3 separate regions of the Sus scrofa genome follow, and regions 1 and 3 are each linked to region 2. A link is a contact called in public HiChIP or PLAC-seq data. All regions are on one chromosome and are shown on one strand. Each heading gives the region's core, a stretch centred on a gene start, on an enhancer-like site or on the middle of the called end of the contact. The rest is flanking DNA. Distances are from core to core; before and after follow the strand shown. Region 1 has its middle 220 kb from the start of MTX2. Region 2 has its middle 370 kb from the start of MTX2. Region 3 overlaps LOC110257070 (a long non-coding RNA gene).

What was found. HiChIP or PLAC-seq counts read pairs in DNA pulled down with a chosen protein or histone mark.
Region 1: a contact with region 2 is called in an H3K27ac HiChIP or PLAC-seq map of skeletal muscle. The contact joins two enhancer-like sites. A contact is called at or near these places in 5 of 47 Hi-C or Micro-C datasets (embryonic fibroblasts, epiblast stem cells, skeletal muscle and 1 more) and 1 of 2 datasets of contacts at active chromatin or transcription factors (skeletal muscle).
Region 3: an H3K27ac HiChIP or PLAC-seq map of skeletal muscle shows a contact between it and region 2, with 9 times the contacts expected there. The contact joins two enhancer-like sites. A contact is called at or near these places in 11 of 47 Hi-C or Micro-C datasets (embryonic fibroblasts, epiblast stem cells, fetal heart ventricle and 7 more) and 1 of 2 datasets of contacts at active chromatin or transcription factors (skeletal muscle).

What each region holds. Positions count from the first base shown.
Region 1 is chr15:82,280,002-82,282,701 of Sscrofa11.1, forward strand. No RefSeq gene overlaps it. Among named protein-coding and RNA genes, the nearest start is that of MTX2, 220 kb to the left of the region's middle. Within about 2 kb of position 1,385, at least 29 of the 83 cell types and tissues checked have an H3K27ac peak or open chromatin away from gene starts, as enhancers often do. A contact at or near this core is called in skeletal muscle and subcutaneous adipose tissue, where this site is marked.
Region 2 is chr15:82,425,603-82,428,397 of Sscrofa11.1, forward strand. No RefSeq gene overlaps it. Among named protein-coding and RNA genes, the nearest start is that of MTX2, 370 kb to the left of the region's middle. Within about 2 kb of position 1,364, at least 33 of the 83 cell types and tissues checked have an H3K27ac peak or open chromatin away from gene starts, as enhancers often do. A contact at or near this core is called in fetal skeletal muscle, retroperitoneal adipose tissue, skeletal muscle and 1 more, where this site is marked.
Region 3 is chr15:82,247,792-82,250,616 of Sscrofa11.1, forward strand. The region is part of intron 2 of LOC110257070 (a long non-coding RNA gene); the gene reads left to right. Among named protein-coding and RNA genes, the nearest start is that of MTX2, 190 kb to the left of the region's middle. Within about 2 kb of position 1,325, at least 12 of the 83 cell types and tissues checked have an H3K27ac peak or open chromatin away from gene starts, as enhancers often do. A contact at or near this core is called in fetal skeletal muscle, retroperitoneal adipose tissue, skeletal muscle and 1 more, where this site is marked.

The DNA.
Region 1 (2,700 bases), core at 135-2,634, 150 kb before region 2:
CACACACCAAAAAAAAAAAAAAAAAAAAAAAAAAAAGCAAAATTTGGAAATGGAGATTCCGTTGGAGAAAATGCTGTGCGACTTCATTCCCTACTTTGGAAAACTTCTTTTCCATGTTCCTCATCCCACCACTGCATTATACACGTTAATAAGGAGCGTTCCTCTGCAAATCCCTGAACAGACAAATCGTTTCTTCTAATTTTGAAGCTGAAAGGTAACTTGGTCCAACGTCTGGATTTTACTGATGAAAAGAAGACCAGGAAAAGACCACGTGCCTCAGCCATGCTCTATTTTAAAAACGATTTATTTTAGGAGTTGAAGGGCTCATCTCCCAAAATGGAATGACATGACTCACCGAGCCCCTGCTACGCATCCTATTGCACCACAAGTGGCGTTGAAAATTCAAAGCCAGTGTTTAAACCTGAGTGGCCACACTTCTATTGCTCCTCCTCTTTCAGACCGAGGAAGTCGGGCTAAAGATGTTTCCAGCGATCTTTATTCGGGGTGGGGGGGTGGGGAGGTGTCACATTCGGCCTTTCCCCCTTGGTGGTATCAGCAAATGGGTCCCAAGTCTATAGGAATACCAGGCAGTTAGATGGCTGACACGGAGCAGAAGCAAGAGTGACAAGGGTAGAAAGCACTATGGTCCCAGGAAGTGGTTCTGAGTCTCTAGTGGAAAAGAACTTGTTTTTATCGCTCTTCCCTGACCCTTACATCACAGAACCTCTTCCAGGCTAGCCTGACACTCCACAGAGAAGCCGATGTGACTCTGAGGGGGTGTTGAGGAAGAGGGTCCCTGAGAAGGCTGGTGCGTCTCATTCTGTTTGTCACACCTCTAAACCCATTGTCTTCTACTGAAAGACTTGCTCACTCTTCTGTCTCCCCACAAGCACCCAAAGGCAGGGTTCCCCCGAAGGACACGTGCCTGCCTCTCCTCGGAGACAGCATGTGGCTTTGCACCGGGAACTTGTTGGGTGGCTCTCGGTCTCTGTTTCTGCCCGCCCCCCTCCCACGCCCCGTTCCCCGCACCCCGCCCCGCCCTTGCCCTCCAGCTCTGTTCTCTCTCCCAGGCACACGCCTCCCCGCCTTTAAGTGGCCCTCCCGCTGGCACTCCGCGCAGGTTTTGTTCGAGCTGTTCCCGGCCGCATCTCTCTGAGCCCAGGGGGTCTGCCTCGTGGCCTCGGCGCCGGGTGCCTGGCGGGACGCGAGCGCGTTGTGGGTTCTGCGCCGGCTGTTCAGTCGTCGAAGCCTGAAGATGCGGAAAGAGCAAGGCCTGCGGGCCCATGCAGCGTGAACATCCGCCGAAAAGACCGATTGCGATTCCGATCGCCGGGATGCCGGCTCTTCCCACTGCAAAGCAAAGGGATAGCTGACTCATCGCGCGAGTGCCGACAGCGGCCCACGCAACCTCCGCCCAGACCGGGCCCAGAAGCACCCACACAAAGGCCGCTCTCCCGGCGCGCGGAGCGCCCCCTGGCGGCGGGTCTCCAGACAGCAGCCCCAGGAGCTCCTGGCCTCCCAGGACCTCCCTGCAGCGGTGCTAGGACGCGGGGGTCGTGAGGCAGAAGCCGGGGTCACGTGGCTGGGGCTGAGCTTTCTCGGGCGCGCGCTCTCAGATGGTGCCCATTTTGACGTTCCTGTAATCCAGTCAGAAAAGAAGCCATTCACAAGCCCAGATCTCTTCTTCCCTGAAACAAAGAAGTGTGATTGTTCCTTCCACTTACAGGGTGAGAAGGGGTTCAGAGTTCACACTTCCGTCCTTAGGTTTGGGCACTAAGGATGGAGGCTGACTTTGTCAATTATTTGCTCCAGCTGGAAGCAGAGACTTAAAGCAAAACGCTTGAAGAAAAATTTCCTGGAAATGTATATGAATCCACTGGATATGGGGACGCGTTCCAGATGTTAGAGCGGCCTGTGATAGGCACACACAGAAAGGACCCATGAGATATAAACGAAAAAACAAAGACAACGAAAAACCCCTACCATCCAATAACCCCTGTGAAAATGCTGACCATTTTTATCAGTTCAAAAGTTGGGTCTTCTCCTGACTAGGAGAGAAGTGGCTCAGGGACCATTCAGAATCAGCCGGAGCCAAATGTGGGTGTCAGTCTCCAGGGATATCTGAGGTGCCTCCTAAGTAACCAAAGGCAGAGGAAGAACAGAACCTCCATCTGAGGGGTTCTGGCTTGTGAAATGACTCAACTTGTTTGGGGGAGTGAACTTGAAAGTGTGCAGCCCAGATGTAAAGTTTAAGATCCTTTCTGCCTGACACAGCTGTGGTCTCCAAGTTGCCTTTGGATGGAGTGTGGCCACACCCACAGCTGCAGCCAAGCAGTGCTATTTGAAACTCCCCCAGGGCCAACTGCTGTGAAAAGAACCGTTTATTACACAAAATAAAACAAAATGCCAGCTCATCTTTACAGTTTCACGGTCTGCCTTGGGGAAAAGAAAAGGAGTTTTAGTTTTCGGCCCTTGTGCACCAAGTGCCTTGTCCCAGGGCCAGTTCTGGAAAGCTCTGGAAAGTTCTTTGTTATGCTGTCGACTCACTGTCTGACCGTGGATGTAGTATTTAACTTGACCACTTCTCTTTCTGGGAAATGGGGAGAATGACGGCCATTTACTTCACAGGGATGCTGTAAAGGGCTCTGGCAATGAGGCTAGATTCAAATGACATACTTGATATATTATAATCATTTTTCT
Region 2 (2,795 bases), core at 114-2,613:
CAGGCTCCGGAGAGTCAACAAGAAATTTTATTATTTATATCCATTCCTTTTAATTCTGTTATTAGCTCTCAAAGCCTTTAAATAGCAAATGTCAAATCACATGTAAATTGTTTGCTGTTTAGCTCCAAGTTCCAGGCCAGGCTATTTCAAATTCGATACTTTGCAAATGACAGTAAAGGGGGTTGCTTAAAAATTGTTAAAAAACACTTTTCCCCATATAGCTTCTGACCAAAAAAAGTCTAAAACACGGGGCTCTAATTCCCACTTTAAACTAATTACAGTTATTTTAGGCTAAAGTGTCAAGTGAACATTACTTATCAAAAGGTCCTCGGGTCTTCCATTCGCCTTGAACATTACCTTACCACGTACACATCAAATGCTCTGGCCATCTGGAAAATTAAAAATATAAGGCATCCTCACCCTAGTCACCCGCACAAGCCTCAACAGAAAACTAAAGGATCTCGGGTGGTAGCTTACACTTACCTCTCTGGGCTTTAGCAAGCGGTTTACTTAAAAAGATTTACTTTCTGGCAAAATGTAGGTCATTCTTAAATGCAGCTTAAAACTCTGGGCATCTTTGAGGAAAAAATGATGTCACGAAATGTGTCACTGCTCATTTATTTCCTATATCACTAAATTCTAATTAAGACACTCCTGATATCGACTCCTCGTACAGCAGCGTTTACACCATTTGGGGCCGCAAACCCAGACGTGGCCCGCTGGTAAGCTCTAGCTAAAAAGCACCCGTCTTTCATTGGGCACCGACATTTTTCTCCTTCGAAGACAAATACTTTGCAGACCTCGCACCCCTCTTTACAAACCTGCGCGGGGCATTCGGGGGGAGGGGGAGGCAAGACTTTGGTGGGAGCTGCTTCTCTTCAGCAGAGCGAGGGTTGACTGCAAAGGCGCAGGCTGGGTGCTCGAGCAATTTCCTGCCGATTTCAGATTCCACTTGGAGCAGCGTGGAGAGGAAGTCGGACTTCTTTTCCAGGCGGAGCCTCCACGTAGGACTTGGGGGAGCCCGCACTCGTGGGCCCGGGGCCGGGGCCGGCGAGGGCGCTCCTGGATCCCTGCGGGAGGCCGGCGGCCCAGCGCGGACAGGCGGGCCAGGGAAGGGGTGCCGGGAGCGGCAGGGCGCGCCGGACTCCGGAGAGGAGTCTGAGCCGGGAAGAACTCGCTCCCAGCGCTGCGGGATCCAGCCCCCGGGATGCCCTTGAACCCGCGGCGAGGAAGGCGGCCCGCTGAGCTCCGAGCGCCCCGCCGCCTCGGGCGGAGCCGGACGTGGGCCTCGCGCGCTCCTCCGCCTCAGCCGGCGGAGAGGTCCGGTCCGCGGCGCGGCGCTGGGGGCCCCATCCGGTCCCTCGGGTCGGCGTCGCTGCAGGCAGCGCATCCCACCCAGAGACCTCGAGTCTGAAAGCGGAGACCGAGGGTCGCCTGCGGCAAAGCTCGGCTTGCACATCACTTTCCGATTTGGAGAAAATGTCACAGGAGAGGGGGAAAGGGGAAAAAGGGGGGAGGGGAGGGAGAAAGAACCATAAATTCGAGTTCGAGGAGGGTGAGGGCCCGACCTACGCGCGGCTTCAGGCGGCGCGGCGGCGGGGGCGCCCGGGCGGGGATTCCCGGTCTCGCAGCGCACCCTAGTGGCCGCCCTGCCCCTCGCCTGCTCCCCGCGACGTTCGCTGGGTCTCCCCAGCTCATTACAATCCGCAATATATTATTTCTTCCAAAGTATTGACAATGTGTGAGACTCCAGTAACCCCGGAGCTCTTGTCTGTAATCAGCACATTTATTCACATTTAGGGAGAAGAATCCGAATTAAATCCCCGTGACCCAGATTGGGTTACAGTGTCATTTTCCCTGGATCCTCTTTTAAATCCACTCCACACCGCTTCTCTGTCTATTACATGCTAATTTAATTTTACTGTGGACGATATTTTCAGCATTTGCTGAGGACAGTAAATTTTGTAGTTTATGTTATTTCACTTTTTATGACTTTTTAACACTTAATAAAATTTTATTAGAGCACTTTTGTGTTTACAAGGCCACAAAACTCTTGGCAGGTTGTCAGAAGTCCTTTTTATTATGATCCTACTGATATACTGCGAGTAATGAAATAATCATGTCCAGAAATGTATCAAAGGCCAGAGGGATTATCCCACTTAATAGCTCCACAGATGCGCCCAGAAGAATGCGGACACGCGGCAGGACGGGCTGAGAGGCGGCTGCAGGAAGGAGGCAGCCCCCCGCGTCCGTCTTTACCATTTCGGTTGCTTTCCTAAAAGGCTACAGGCAGGGTCATGTGACTTTCTGCGGTCTCAATTTAAAAAAAAAAAGAGAGAATTTATTCTATTGCAAAATGTGCTTTTCTTTTTATTCTCCTTGTGTGGGCATTTAAGGCTGTTCTAGTGGCAGTGGGGCTGGCTCAGCATATCCGTGTCAGTCACTTTCTTCTCATTTCTAAGTGTACTTTTGTGGCATTTAAGCAGCCGATGGTGACACTGGTGTCGATCGGTGCGACTTCTCCAGTCCACGCCCGAGAGAAGGCATGGGGAGGGGCCCAGGAGGACTCCATACGTTTTAAGGAACTGCCCCCCTCCTGCCAAACTGCACCTTTTGCTGTTGCTTTTTGTTTTGTTTCTCAAAACAGGGGAATAGTGACTTGAGGACTCTGCTTTCTGCCTTGTACCAAAGAACCACAGTATGCTGCTTTTATTTTATTTTGATTTTTTTGGCTAAGACTTCCTGAGGACAGATATTGCAGCTTTTTCTTTTCTTTCTTTTTTTTTTTTTTAGAA
Region 3 (2,825 bases), core at 75-2,574, 180 kb before region 2:
CAACCTTCTTTGTAATCTATTTAATTTCATTGACTGTCTTCCTTCTTCAGATTTTGCTTTTAATCCTCACCACAAGAGGCACCTCTCATCAAAATGTCCATTTTCATAAGAGCTGGGAGGAAAGCTTCCTAGAGGGGAGTGTCTGCTGTGAAGGAGGAAGCAGAGGGTTAGGGAAATCAAAACGCCAATCATCTGTGAAGTCTGCTGCTAGGGAGCAAAGCTATAAAAAAGGACAGAGTTTACTGCAAAAGGTTTCCCCCTGCTGGTAAGTCCCTGAATTGCACCACCATCTGCTCTGAACTCAGCTCCCCTCAACCCAGTAACCTAATGCAGCTGCAGGAGAGAGGCCTCCTTTCCCCAACACACAACTCTTAGTCCCAGACCCGCTGCAGATGTTTCTTTATGACCCGTCAAAATGTTTGCTAAATATCATCTGTTAATTTCCCAAACATCCTGGCTTCAGTCCTTTTATGTAAAACCTGATTCAAGATCTTAAAATAGATGATAGTAAAATAAAATATAAAGTAAAATACAAAAACATGAAGGTGCATTTGTCCTGGAACATCAACAGATTGTGCTGTTCAGTAGGATTCCAATTGCAAAGGACATTTCTTCATTTCTCCATAGTTCCACCACAGGCAGACTGATAAGTTGCTTGGTGACCATTCCTAGTCTTCAGCTTTTGGTCGTAACGTTTTAAAAACATTGCCATGTGTAGCGAGAGCTCCTGATCCCAACCTCAGTCTGTTGCAGGCAGGGTCAGTCTCCTCCCCAACCTCAGAGAGTACCTCAGTGGGACTTCAGAAGAGTTGTATGGGAGGCAAAGTGCTGAAATCAGCATCCCTTCATGGGTGAGGTCTGTAATCTCTCCTCTGAGACTGGTACCTGTCTCCATGTGATAAAGGAATCTCTGCTCCTCCTGAGGACTGTTTGCATGGTAAGATGGGATTCTTGGATGGAAAAGTGCTTAATCCAAAGGAAGGGTTTCCCAGTGGTGAACATTTTTATCATTTGGGGAAAGGGGAGTGGTGTAGCCCACCCATCAATCCTCCACCCGGGTTCCTCTACCACGCTGTGGATGGAGGATCAGTTACCATGACAACCAAACCTCCAGCAGTTGCTCTCAAGGGCCGGCAAGGCGAGCTGACATCAGGAGGTGGGAGGAAGTGGGGGCGGGGGGGGGGGAAGTCCGCTGGGCTCAGATCCTCGCCACACCCACGGGTCCCCTTCGCAGAGGGAAGTGGGGCCAGCTGCAGTCTGCTCCAGGAAGCTGGGAGCAGGCAGCTGGGCTGGGAACCCTTTGTGCTAAGGGAGGTCTGCGGAGACAAGCAGCCGCTGATTATAGGACATTTCATCAGAGCAGCTGCAACCGATCAGCTCTTGACTCAGTGCCTCTCAGAAGGTCCACCCTTTAGAAACTTCCTAAGCTGTGTGCATTGAACTTTATCCGAAAGTAGCTCTACTACTGTCGGAATTCTTTTAAAAAGAAAGGCAGCCTTAAACAATTTCTTTTTCCAAATGCCTGTGCGTTGGGGCAGGTAACTGGTTCTCGAAGTGTGTCTCTAGCCAGCAGCATTACTTCACCTGGAAATTGATGAAAATGTGATTGCTAGTGCCTCATGCCGGACCTCCTGAGCAAGAAATTCTGGGGTAAGACCCAGCAGTCAGGGCTTTCACAAGCTCTCTGGATCATTCTGCATCATGCAGATGTTTGAGAACCATGGTAGCTGAGGAGGTCATACTTTAATTAATATGGGGATATATAATGGGAAAGATAAGAAGCTGATCAAGTGGCACCCAAACCCTCCAACTAAGATGAGGTCAAAGGCAAGTTCTTGATCGCAGAGACTATTGGTTTCCCCTCCTTCCGGAACCTAAAGCACATCTTCAGTGTCCTGGTGAATAGTGCCTGCAGCTTTGATACTATTGTCATGGAAAACTATAATTTGTTTAATGATGAATGTTTTAGTGGAGTTTCTGAGAGTCCACCGTAGGGAGACGTGGGGAAAGCCAAATTGTTAGAGAGCAATTTTTAACGCTCTCTGTAAGGCTTTTCCAACCAGCTCCAGAAAGGAAGCCTTTGGCTTCAGTAACTGTGACAGCCCTTAGAAGACAGTTGTGTGGGGGAGTTCCTGTCGTGGCGCAGTGGTTAACAAATCCGACTAGGAACCATGAGGTTGCGGGTTCGATCCCTGGCCTTGCTCAGTGGGTTAACGATCCGGCGTTGCCGTGAGCTGTGGTGTAGGTTGCAGACGCGGCTCGGATCCGCGTTGCTGTGGCTCTGGCGTAGGCCAGTGGCTACAGCTCCGATTAGACCCCTAGCCTGGGAACCTCCATATGCCGCAGAAGCGGCCCAAAGAAATAGCAAAAAGACCAAAAAAAAAGAAGACAGTTGTGCGATGTGACCACAATGAACTATTATTAGGAGCCTAGTGCTTTTTTCACAGGGTATCATGATGTGTGTGCCTCTCTCTGGTTGGAAGGTGGTTTTGCACCTTATCTTTTCACCAATTTTGCAAAGTGCTCAGCACAGGCACAGTTTCCTCTTACTGGCCAGAATTTGAGTAACAGCCACCATTGATGGGAGACCCACTGTCTGAAGACAGATAACATACCAGTTTTTTTCCTGAATTCTCATCACATTCCAAAGGCAGGGACTTTTAATCTCTCCATTTAACAGGTAAAGAAAATAAGGCTGCTGAGAAGTCAGTCACCCAAATTCCCCATCACTCTAGGATTAGAACCCTGGGCAGTCTGACTCCAGAGACCTTGGGGTTAACCAAACCTCCTGCAGGCCCCAGAGCAAGGGTCACCTCCTTGCCCCG